Regions from separate parts of the Arachis hypogaea genome. Here region 2 is linked to region 1. Evidence: chromatin contacts called from public Hi-C data. All regions are on one chromosome and are shown on one strand. Each heading gives the region's core, a stretch centred on a gene start, on an enhancer-like site or on the middle of the called end of the contact. The rest is flanking DNA. Distances are from core to core; before and after follow the strand shown. Region 1 holds the start of LOC112789691. Region 2 has its middle 15 kb from the start of LOC112789692.

Region 1 (4,904 bases), core at 645-3,144:
TTATAAAAAATTGTATAATAAAAAATATAATTATAATTAGTGTAATCAAAAAATATTGAGAATTTTAAATTTACAAAAGAAAATGACAACAAAATGATGAAATTGACTAATTTGGTGCACGACATTCAATTTTAGGGACTAAAATGAGTCATTTGATGCAAAGTAAAGGGACCAATTTAGTGCATATGTAATAATGACATAGTAAATGACACATGGACAAATAACATTGTAACACGTGGCATAATTCGACACGTGGCAAACAGCATTGTGACACGTGACATAACCATTCACGTCAGCATGCCACGTGTCGCTGACCGACACGTTATCATACCGTTACACGTGGCAAAATCATGAGTTGACATGTGTTACCAAAGATCCACGTTATCGAGTCATGTCAGCATGTCATTAACGAAAAATGGACCAGAAACTCTCATATGGTGTAATTTTTCCAATCTCAAAAACGTAATTAGGACAATTGAAATCTCAGAGACAATTTTAGTGTAGAGCGCAATCTCACTATCTTTTTGGAGAATTAGTCTTTCTACCTCTCTAATAAAGCAAGAGACGATGACATCACCAGCAACATCAGTATAAAAGAAAAGGGCTCGCATTACACGTTTTACATAGTATTTTGATCATTGACTTGAAGTCTTGAATCTATAAATTTAAAGGTATAGTACAAAAGAATCATTGACTTGAAGTCTTGAATCTATAGATTTAAAGGTATAGTACAAAAGAACATTGACTCTAGATTACTTATTTGACATTTAACTGTTGACAACTGATTCTTATGTCTTGTATAAACCTAATTCCACTTTTTTAGACTTGCTTATTAAGGTTGCGTAAAGCACTATTACAAAGCAAAGAGGGCTGAATGCTACTACACAAAACAATAAAAAATATCAAAGATGGACGAATACTTAATTACTGCTGAACAGAACATGTTTCCAAAGTATAAATGACAACAAATGAAAAATCAAACCTTGAAAAAAGTTTCTAATCATAGAAATTCATAACCCCTTTGATAAAGAGAACGTGTAGGTGTCAAAGGAAAGTAAAGCACAATAAAAGAGGTTGATCTTTTGAAAAATTTCCTTCAGGAAAATACATATGTTAAGGGGAACAATTGGAAAACCATGATATAGGAGCATTATTAAAGTTATAATCATCTGAAAGTGTAGGCAAGCTACACTAATATCTTAATAAAGTTATATTAGAGCAAAAATTTACAGGTGCCAAAATAATCATGTCATCTGATATTAAACAAATATACCCAATAAGGTTTCATATGTTTTTTCCAATTATGAAAAAATAAAGAAAGTAAAAGTGGTTATAAAGATAGTCCTTTCCGCCTTCAAGAATGATTACTCAGCTAAAGTTATTATTGTAAAACAGCTGATCTAGATTCCACTTGCAATGACCTGCTAAAGACACAATGTAAAAAATGAGATGTAGAATTCTTCTGAAATACTCTCAATAAATAGAGAACACAAAACAAAAGAGAGGAAAAGCATGCAAAATTTCCTTACGTGCAATCTTGTAGTAAGTAATTAACTCTCCTGGTCTTTCAGTTTGAACTGGTTTAAAATCTAAGTGCCAAATCAAATTATTGTTAGTAACCAAAGCCTGGTTCACTACTAGAAAACTAGTTATTACAGACGGATATTTCCGACAGATTTTATCCCACTGAAATACAGAGGGAATTTCAGGGGAATTTTTTGTCGGAAAACAAAAAAATGGATTAGCATAAATTATAGATGGAAAAGAGAATCCGTCGATAAATTCATCGGAAAAATTAATTTTTTTTAGTGAGAAATGGTTACAGACAGAAAATCCGTTTGTAATTTAAATTTTCCGTCAGAAACATTGAGAACCCTAATCCCTTAAACTCTTGGAACACCATTCACACTCCATTCATACTCTGCATAACCATTCGCCCTCATCCCTTAAACTCTTCGCCGCTGCAGCCACCGCAGTCTCTGTCGCTGCTGCAGCCACGCAGCCCCGCATCAGCCATCGCAGCTCCCCGCAACCCCACAGCCTTCTCCTCTGTTCGAGCGCTCTCCTTCTCTCTTGGTGTCGCCGTTGTGTTTCTGCCACTGCCCTTCCTCCTCGCTTTCATTCACGAGTCATGACCGTTCCTTCACTCCTCCATTGGAAGTAGATCTGAAGAGCCACGAACCGAGGTGTGGCATGTTCCTCCATCATTGAGTTCCTTGCTGTCGTCGACAATCACATTGTGCCCCTCCTTCCACACCTCCTCCACATGCCATTTTCCCTTTATTTCTGAGGTAAGATTTGAGATTTTTTTCCTATTTCTTAGTTTTTATTTTTTATTTTTGTTCTTGGTGTTTCTTCTGATGAGTTTTCTTATTGTGTTGTTATTGTTATGTTCAACATTTTTTTTGAGGGATTTTGCTCAATGTTAAGGTTCATTTAGTGTTGTAACATTTATGATTAGTGAAAAAATAGATTAAAAACTGAATAAAGTGTTGGTGAGACATCTCCAGACAAGAAATTAAAAGAATTAAAGCTTACTGAAGATCAATCATATGTTTAACTGTTAGTTGTTTATGAAACTACCATAAGCTATTAAGTTTTTTAGGCCAATTGAGATGCTATAATATTTTTTATCATGCATCTGTTATAAATAAAGTGGAATTCTTCTGTTGAAAAACTGCATGCTTTGAATTTTAGAGACTCTTTTTTCTTCAATTGATTTATATTTCTTTCCTTTACTGATTCGTTTTGTTTCTCAATTGGATTGAGGAGTTATGTAACAAAAAAATAATCTAAGGTGGTTGTTGATGATGTTGAAATTTAGTAGTCCTATATATATTTTTCAGCTTTTGATTTTTGTAATTCTCAATGTAGGGGACCAATGTGGTTCTGATTTGATGTAAATGTGAGTCTATGTTTTTGTTCTTTTATTTCTCAAATCACAGTCAATGATTTTGATAAACTAATTCTGTGTAATCTCTGGTATGTAAGTAGAAGACTGATACATTGATACCTAAATATACTTTTCATTTTTCATTAATATGTTGCGTGCAAGAGAGTCAGGCAAAGGAGTCTTAACTGCTCCCTTCAGGCCGCTCAAAACAAATCGTCTAGGCGTTATCCTCACATTTGCTGTATACAAGAAAGAACTTCCATGTTATAGTATGGCAAATAATTACTTGAAGAACATATTAGGAAATGAAGGACTCATTTAGGATCATTTTTTATTGTTTGGATTTCTAGTTTTCTTCTAAACCAAAAAGGAAAAAGAATTTACATCCAAGGTTTATCATAGAAGTATTTAGTTTTCTAAACTGAAACAATAACCTTTCACAATTTGGATATGGCTATGCAGTTTGACTCTCCCCTGAACATTAAACATGCAAGTATTCTAATCTCTGGCCATTTCATTTTGGTTACTTGAATATTTCAATCTTTTCTTGTTTCATGAATTATCTAATCATACTAATCTATAGGCTGATATTTGATTATTGGCAATCGCAGTCATGGTAGCTAAATCTATACTAGTATTCTAATCTCTGGCCATTTCATTTTGGTTGGTTGAATATTTCAATCTTTTCTTGTTTCATAACTTATCTAATCACACTATTCTATAGGCTGATATTTGATATTTGGGAATCACAGTTATGGTAGCTAAATCTATACTAGACTGATTTGCTGTGTTTTTGTAGCTATATTTATTTGAACTAAGAACAACATACTTACTAAGTTAATATTATTGTCATGAAAGCCAATGAAACTTTGTTTTGTCTTCTTTTTTCCATGTGATTTCATACGTCTCGCTCTAATGTTTGCAGGAGAAGTCAAGGTTTCGCTTTAAAGGCTTCTATGGGGTCTTAAACACTTGTTAGCTTATTCCCAAAACTATTTATGTTCCAACATTGATACTTTTTCAATTCTCTTTCTCTCCCTATTCTTTCATCTGCATGAGTTGATACCTTATGGAGTATAGAGAATTAAATAGTATAACTTTGTGGACATCAGAATGCTTAACTGTTAGTGATTGTTCACGTTTGATGTTTTCGATATATGGCTACCAAATTTGAAGTTATTCACTTGTTCATCTACAGGAAGACCGGGAAAACATGTTGCGTGCAAGAGAGTCAGGCAAAGGAGTCTTAACTGCTCTCTTCAGGCTGCTCAAAACAAATTGTCTAGGCGTTATCCTCACATTTGCTGTATACAAGAAAGAACTTCCATAAAATGCAACCCCAGATGAAAGGATTCAAGCAACTGATGGGTGTGTACTTAAATTTTTTGTACATTCAATGTGTTTGAACACTTACAAGTCTTATTCTTTTTCAATGAAACAATTCCAGTTTTATAAAACTTGAAGGGGTTCCCTTGGATTAGTGAAACACTTAACATAGTTTACCTCATTCGAGTTCGGTAATTAAGAGTTTCGAAGCAACTTTTTCACTGGGGACTGGATCATGAATTTGAGAGCACAATTCATACTGCATTTGACTTGCTAGAGAAGCTTTCTAATGTTTTCTATTAATTCCTGTGAAGGTATGTTGGAGGGGTCTTTGACATTGAGTCATTAGTGGAAAAATTACTTCAGCAACTTGCTAGCAAGCAGTCAGTCATTGTTAATGTTTATGATACTACAAATCATACCGATCCTATCGCCATGTATGGTTCAGATGTATTAGGTGATGAATTCTACCATGTCAGCACTCTCAACTTTGGAGATCCCTTCAGGAAGCATGAGATGCACTGCAGGTAACATATGTTGCCAAATGCCAAATGAGTTTTATATGTTATATCTTATACGACGTGGTTTAATGCCATTTGGTTTAAAATATTAGACAAATTATTCTTTATTTAAAATATTAGTTTTTGATTTGATTTGGCTTGGTTTGACCATAGAAGATTCAGTT
Region 2 (4,904 bases), core at 665-3,164, 460 kb before region 1:
ATTTTTGTACGGGTCGAGTTATTTTTTTTCCCAATGATGCTGGGCCAAAATCTGAAATTTCAATTTAAAAAAAAAACCAAATTTTATGCGGGCCCCCATTTAGCCCGCGGGCTAGCCCATTTAACCCGCAATTTTTTTCGGGTTAATCGGGCTCAGCCCGTTTAGCCCGAAATTTAAATGGGCCTGAATTAGAGACAAAAGCCCGCCCATTTAAACGGGTAAACGGGCCAGCCCAATGGGCTTGGCCCATTTTGACGGCCCTACTTTGGTCTGATTTAGGAGCCGTTTTTTTTTTTTTGCTGTACAGTCGTGATTTTTTTTGTTTGAATTATTTGATAAAAGTTTAAACTACTAAAAACACGCTGATATGTTTTTTTTGTAATTGGTTTTATGTTTTGGTCAGAAGTGATATGGTTTTGTAATCAGCAAAAAGGAGATAATTGTGGACACTTCTGAATTATGGCCTGTGACTATTTTGGACTTGCACCACAATTCATGAGACCTGTCATATTTGGGCCTGGCCTATTTTATTTTGGATATTAATAAAATACTCACAAGAGTGCGTTCCAATCTGATATGTATTTAAAAAAATACCACACACACATAATTCCAAAAAACGAGGAAAAAAACTGGCACACACATACACAAAAAGTCGTCAAAAACTGCAAAGTCAAATGTCCAAAAGTAATAATAATAAAGGATAAAGTCTTGCTTGCAATTGGACTTTATTGAATAAAGTTTCGACAATTTCATTCGGCCACGTCTCGTCACTCATTTGAAATTACCGGTTGAGCCCATGCCATTTCTGAGGCTCCTAGGTTAGATGGTGAATGGTATGGCACCCAAAGCAACTTAATAAAACTCGTATAGAAACAAAGAGTTTGCTTTCGCATAAGAATGGTCTGGGGCCCAGTTCATTATACTTAGGGTTGAAAGTGAGTCAAGCTAACTTATGAGTCAATTCGAGTTCAATTCGTTAATAGTTTGATGAGCTAAATTCGTGAGCTGGTAAGTCAAGTTTGAGCTTGAAATTAATCTCATAAATTAAATGAGCCGAGCTAAACTCGTATATATATATATATATATATATATATATATATATATATATATATATATATATATATATATATATATATGCATTTAATCTATATTTTTAATATTATATATATACATATAAAATAATAAAATATAATTATATATATTAATTATCTTAATTATTTAAAATTTTATATTTATTTTTTACATATAATTTTAATATAGGACATAAATACAAAATTTATAATTTATTGATAGATAAATAATATATAAAATTGATTTTTAAATATTTTTTAAAATATATAAGTTATAATTATTGATATAGAATTATAGATTGTATATTTATGTTTTTATTATTTGATCCAACTCGTGAGTTTTCGTGAGCCGAGCTTGAACTTAAAAAATAAGCTCGATTGTTAATAAATCGAGCCGTGAGCCAAGTTCAATTTTTGTGAGTCGAGCTTGAATTTGATCTAGCTTGACTCAGCTCAGCTCACATCCAGCCTTACTTGCACTGCAAGGCCTGGTTCAATGATAATTATATTTGCTTGATTAAAAAACATACCAGGTGTAGCTGAGGCATATGATGTAGTGACAAAAATATTTGCTTCAAAAATAAAGCCATACTAGGTTCGAATCCTAGTGCAGTTGCTAGGTTTGTATGTGTGTATAGAATGTGTGAATGAGTGTGTTGTATGACCAAAAGAAAAAAAAAAGCATACTAGATTCACATTCTAGCTATGATTAAATTATGTTTTGGGAATAGTTAGAGTAGTTGTAATTGAAATTTAGGATTTTATCCGGTTTAGATTTATTTGGGTTGGATTATTCGACCCAGATCCACTAAAAAAAAATTGATATATGAAACCCATGGAAAGAAGAGAGAATGTGTGTGTATAGGTGAACATGGGAATTTAGGATTTTATCCGATTTAGGTTTGTTCGGGTTGGATTAATTGACTCAGACTTGTCCAAAAAGAATTTGATATATAAAGCCCATGGAAAGAAGAGAGAATACGTGTGCATAGGTGAACATGAATCGAATAATATTCGCAAATCATATATATATATATATATATATATATATATATATATATATATATATATATATATATATCCATTTTCGATCTACAAATTGTAGAAATATCTGTATCCGCAAATTTAATGTGTAAATCTGCAACACATTATATATATATATATATATATATATATATATATATATATATATATATATATATATATAGTTAAGTTTAGTCTTTCTCTTTCAGAAACTTGAAAAATTCTTTTTCTTTTGTGCGCATCTCACACACTCCGATCCATTCCCTATGAAATTAACATATAATAATAATAATAATAATAATAATAATAATAATAATAATAATAATTATTATTATTATTATTATTATTATTATTTAATAGTATAATTTTTTTATAAAAATCATTTGTTAAAATAATTTTTAATAAATATCTACTTAATTTTAAGTGATGGAATATTTTCTAGTTCTATATTTATATTTTGTATAGTTTTTGTTTTTTAATTTTTTATGCTCTAAATTTATTAGAAATAAGTTTTTTAGAAAATTTTTTATTTTGCGGATTCAATTCAATCTGATATGCAAAATTCGATATCCGATTCAAAGCGGATCCAAACATAAAAAATACAAATATTGTATCCGATCTGATGCGATTGATGTGTTTAGTATAGATCGGGGCAAAATTTTGACCACATCTAATCCGATCTGATCTGTTGCAACCCTAGTCTAAAGTTATTGTATGCTCTAACTTTTTATTACATTTTTAATTACACCAACGTTTTTGTTATCAACTTCTCAACTATATTGAGTAAGATATTAATAAAATCTTTATATGCTTTAACTTCTCAAATTCTGAATATTTAATATTAAAAAAACACAAATATATAGAACACATAAATATATTTTAGTGTAGGATCCAAATCAGAAATGAATTTATATAGCATAAGAAGAGAAGAAGTTGGCACTTCAAATAGAAAGTCAGAGTTGAAGTTGAACGTTCACCTTAGCGGCACCTCTGACATTAGATGCATGCGTTAAGCATATAACTAGTAATATAACATACAAATTAGTTAAATCATTAAGGAAAAGCAACTATTAATATTCATGAATTTTACGAACGCTGACAAAAATACTCATCAAACAAAAAAACTAACATTGTATTCATAAAGAATAGATTCTTTTCAACAAAAGTACCAAAAGTCTAATTTTTTGTTGACTTTTTAACAAAATACCGAAATTAATCATATCCTTTTCTCTTTCCCAAACTTCGGCAAGAACAATGTTTCAAAAAATTTCATCCATCAATGACTACAGTATCAACACCTTTATTTTTTTTCTCCCAAATCTTCTTCTTCTTATTTTTCTTATTCTTCTCAAAATTCACCAAAAAAATACACTCTTCTAGAATCAGAAGCTTAACATGGCTAAATCTACAACAACCATTCTTACTGTTGGTTACTGCCCTTTCACTATCATCGCGTCATCGTTACCATGCCTTACACAATGCTTGTTCAACAGCATCGTCGCCTTCTGCTCCACGCTCGTTCGTCATCGTCGCGACCTCCTAATCGATCTTCCTCATCATTGTCGCCTCCAGCAGAATCGTCACCGCCACCAGTAGTATCATTGCCGCCTCCAGTAGCCTCTTCATCACTTATCGTCGTTGCCTCTCACAGCCTCATCGTCGTCGTCGCATTAATCTTTCATTCTGTCATAGTCACCTTGCATTTGTTGTCACCTTCTGTACGACGTCTGTTTCTCTTATTAACATTTTGAGGTTTGGGGTTTGTTCAATTTTTTGGGCAATATAAATCCTGGGTATGACTTGATTAAGTAAATTGATTGACCATTTAACCTCTTTTTTGTTGTTGTTATTATTGGTGGTGGTGGTGTAGGTGGTGGAAAGGACCTTTTACATTCTAAGTATTTTTGGTACTTTTACATTGAAATTTTTTATTTCCAAAAGAATGGACGTTGGTGCTTAAGTTTGGGAAAAAAGAGAGGCCGTGGAGTTGAGGTTGAAAAGGAAGGATGGGTTAATTTGAAAATTTTGTTAAAAAGTAAAAAAAAAAAAAGGGTTTAGATAGTTTTGTCATACGGAATCCATCTTTTATAGGTACAACTTTAGTTTTCTTATTTGATGGGTACTTTTGTCAGCGTTTATAAAATTTATAGATACTAATAGTTGTTTTTCCAAATCATTAATCTATGGATTCCTAACGGAAAAAAAAGGAGACAAACTATGACTAAGTATAAAGTTATATAGTGCTAGTTTGGATTGATCTTTTTAAGTGAAAAAGTACTTTTCTTAAAAAATAAAGTATTTTTATTTAATTTAAAATATATTTAGATACATCTTTTAAAAAAATATTTTTATTAAAAAAGAAAATAATTCAATGAGGTATAAGTGGGTGTGGCTTGGACATATAAGTAGGTGCTTTGAATCTTAGATGGATCATAAGGTGTCACGACAATTCAATGAGATATGGGATTCTCACTTTTATACCATCAGATTTATTTCGCCACTAAATTATACGGTAAATATGTTATTAGAAATTTTTTTTGGTAAATTCATCGATAAATATGATGGTATCTGGAGATTTTTTTGTAGTGTGTATCATATTCAAACTCTTTTAAAATGCTATTTTTTTTACCTAATTTTTTAATTCATTTCTTTATCTTAGTCCAAGGTCTTAGCTATTGTAATAAACATATAAATTTATCCATTCTTTAATTCAGAAGGGTTGCAACGTTTTAAATGTCTTTTGTTAAAATGTTCGAGTTTAACACAAATTTAAGGTAATATCCGACTAAAAAAATTAGTATATTAGACTAA

The links. Hi-C and Micro-C count contacts between places; a contact is called where the count stands out from the background.
Region 2: a Hi-C map of an unstated tissue shows a contact between it and region 1, with 4 times the contacts expected there. The contact joins the enhancer-like site here to the promoter of LOC112789691 in region 1. A contact is called at or near these places in 2 of 8 Hi-C or Micro-C datasets (leaf and an unstated tissue).

What each region holds. Positions count from the first base shown.
Region 1 is chr3:17,930,393-17,935,296 of arahy.Tifrunner.gnm2.J5K5, reverse strand. It overlaps LOC112789691, which reads left to right and starts at 1,894. Exons shown (of 8, transcript XM_029296286.2): 1 at 1,894-2,291; 2 at 4,092-4,261; 3 at 4,534-4,746.
Region 2 is chr3:18,385,706-18,390,609 of arahy.Tifrunner.gnm2.J5K5, reverse strand. No RefSeq gene overlaps it. Among protein-coding and RNA genes, the nearest start is that of LOC112789692, 15 kb to the right of the region's middle. Within about 2 kb of position 1,914, at least 3 of the 3 cell types and tissues checked have open chromatin away from gene starts, as enhancers often do.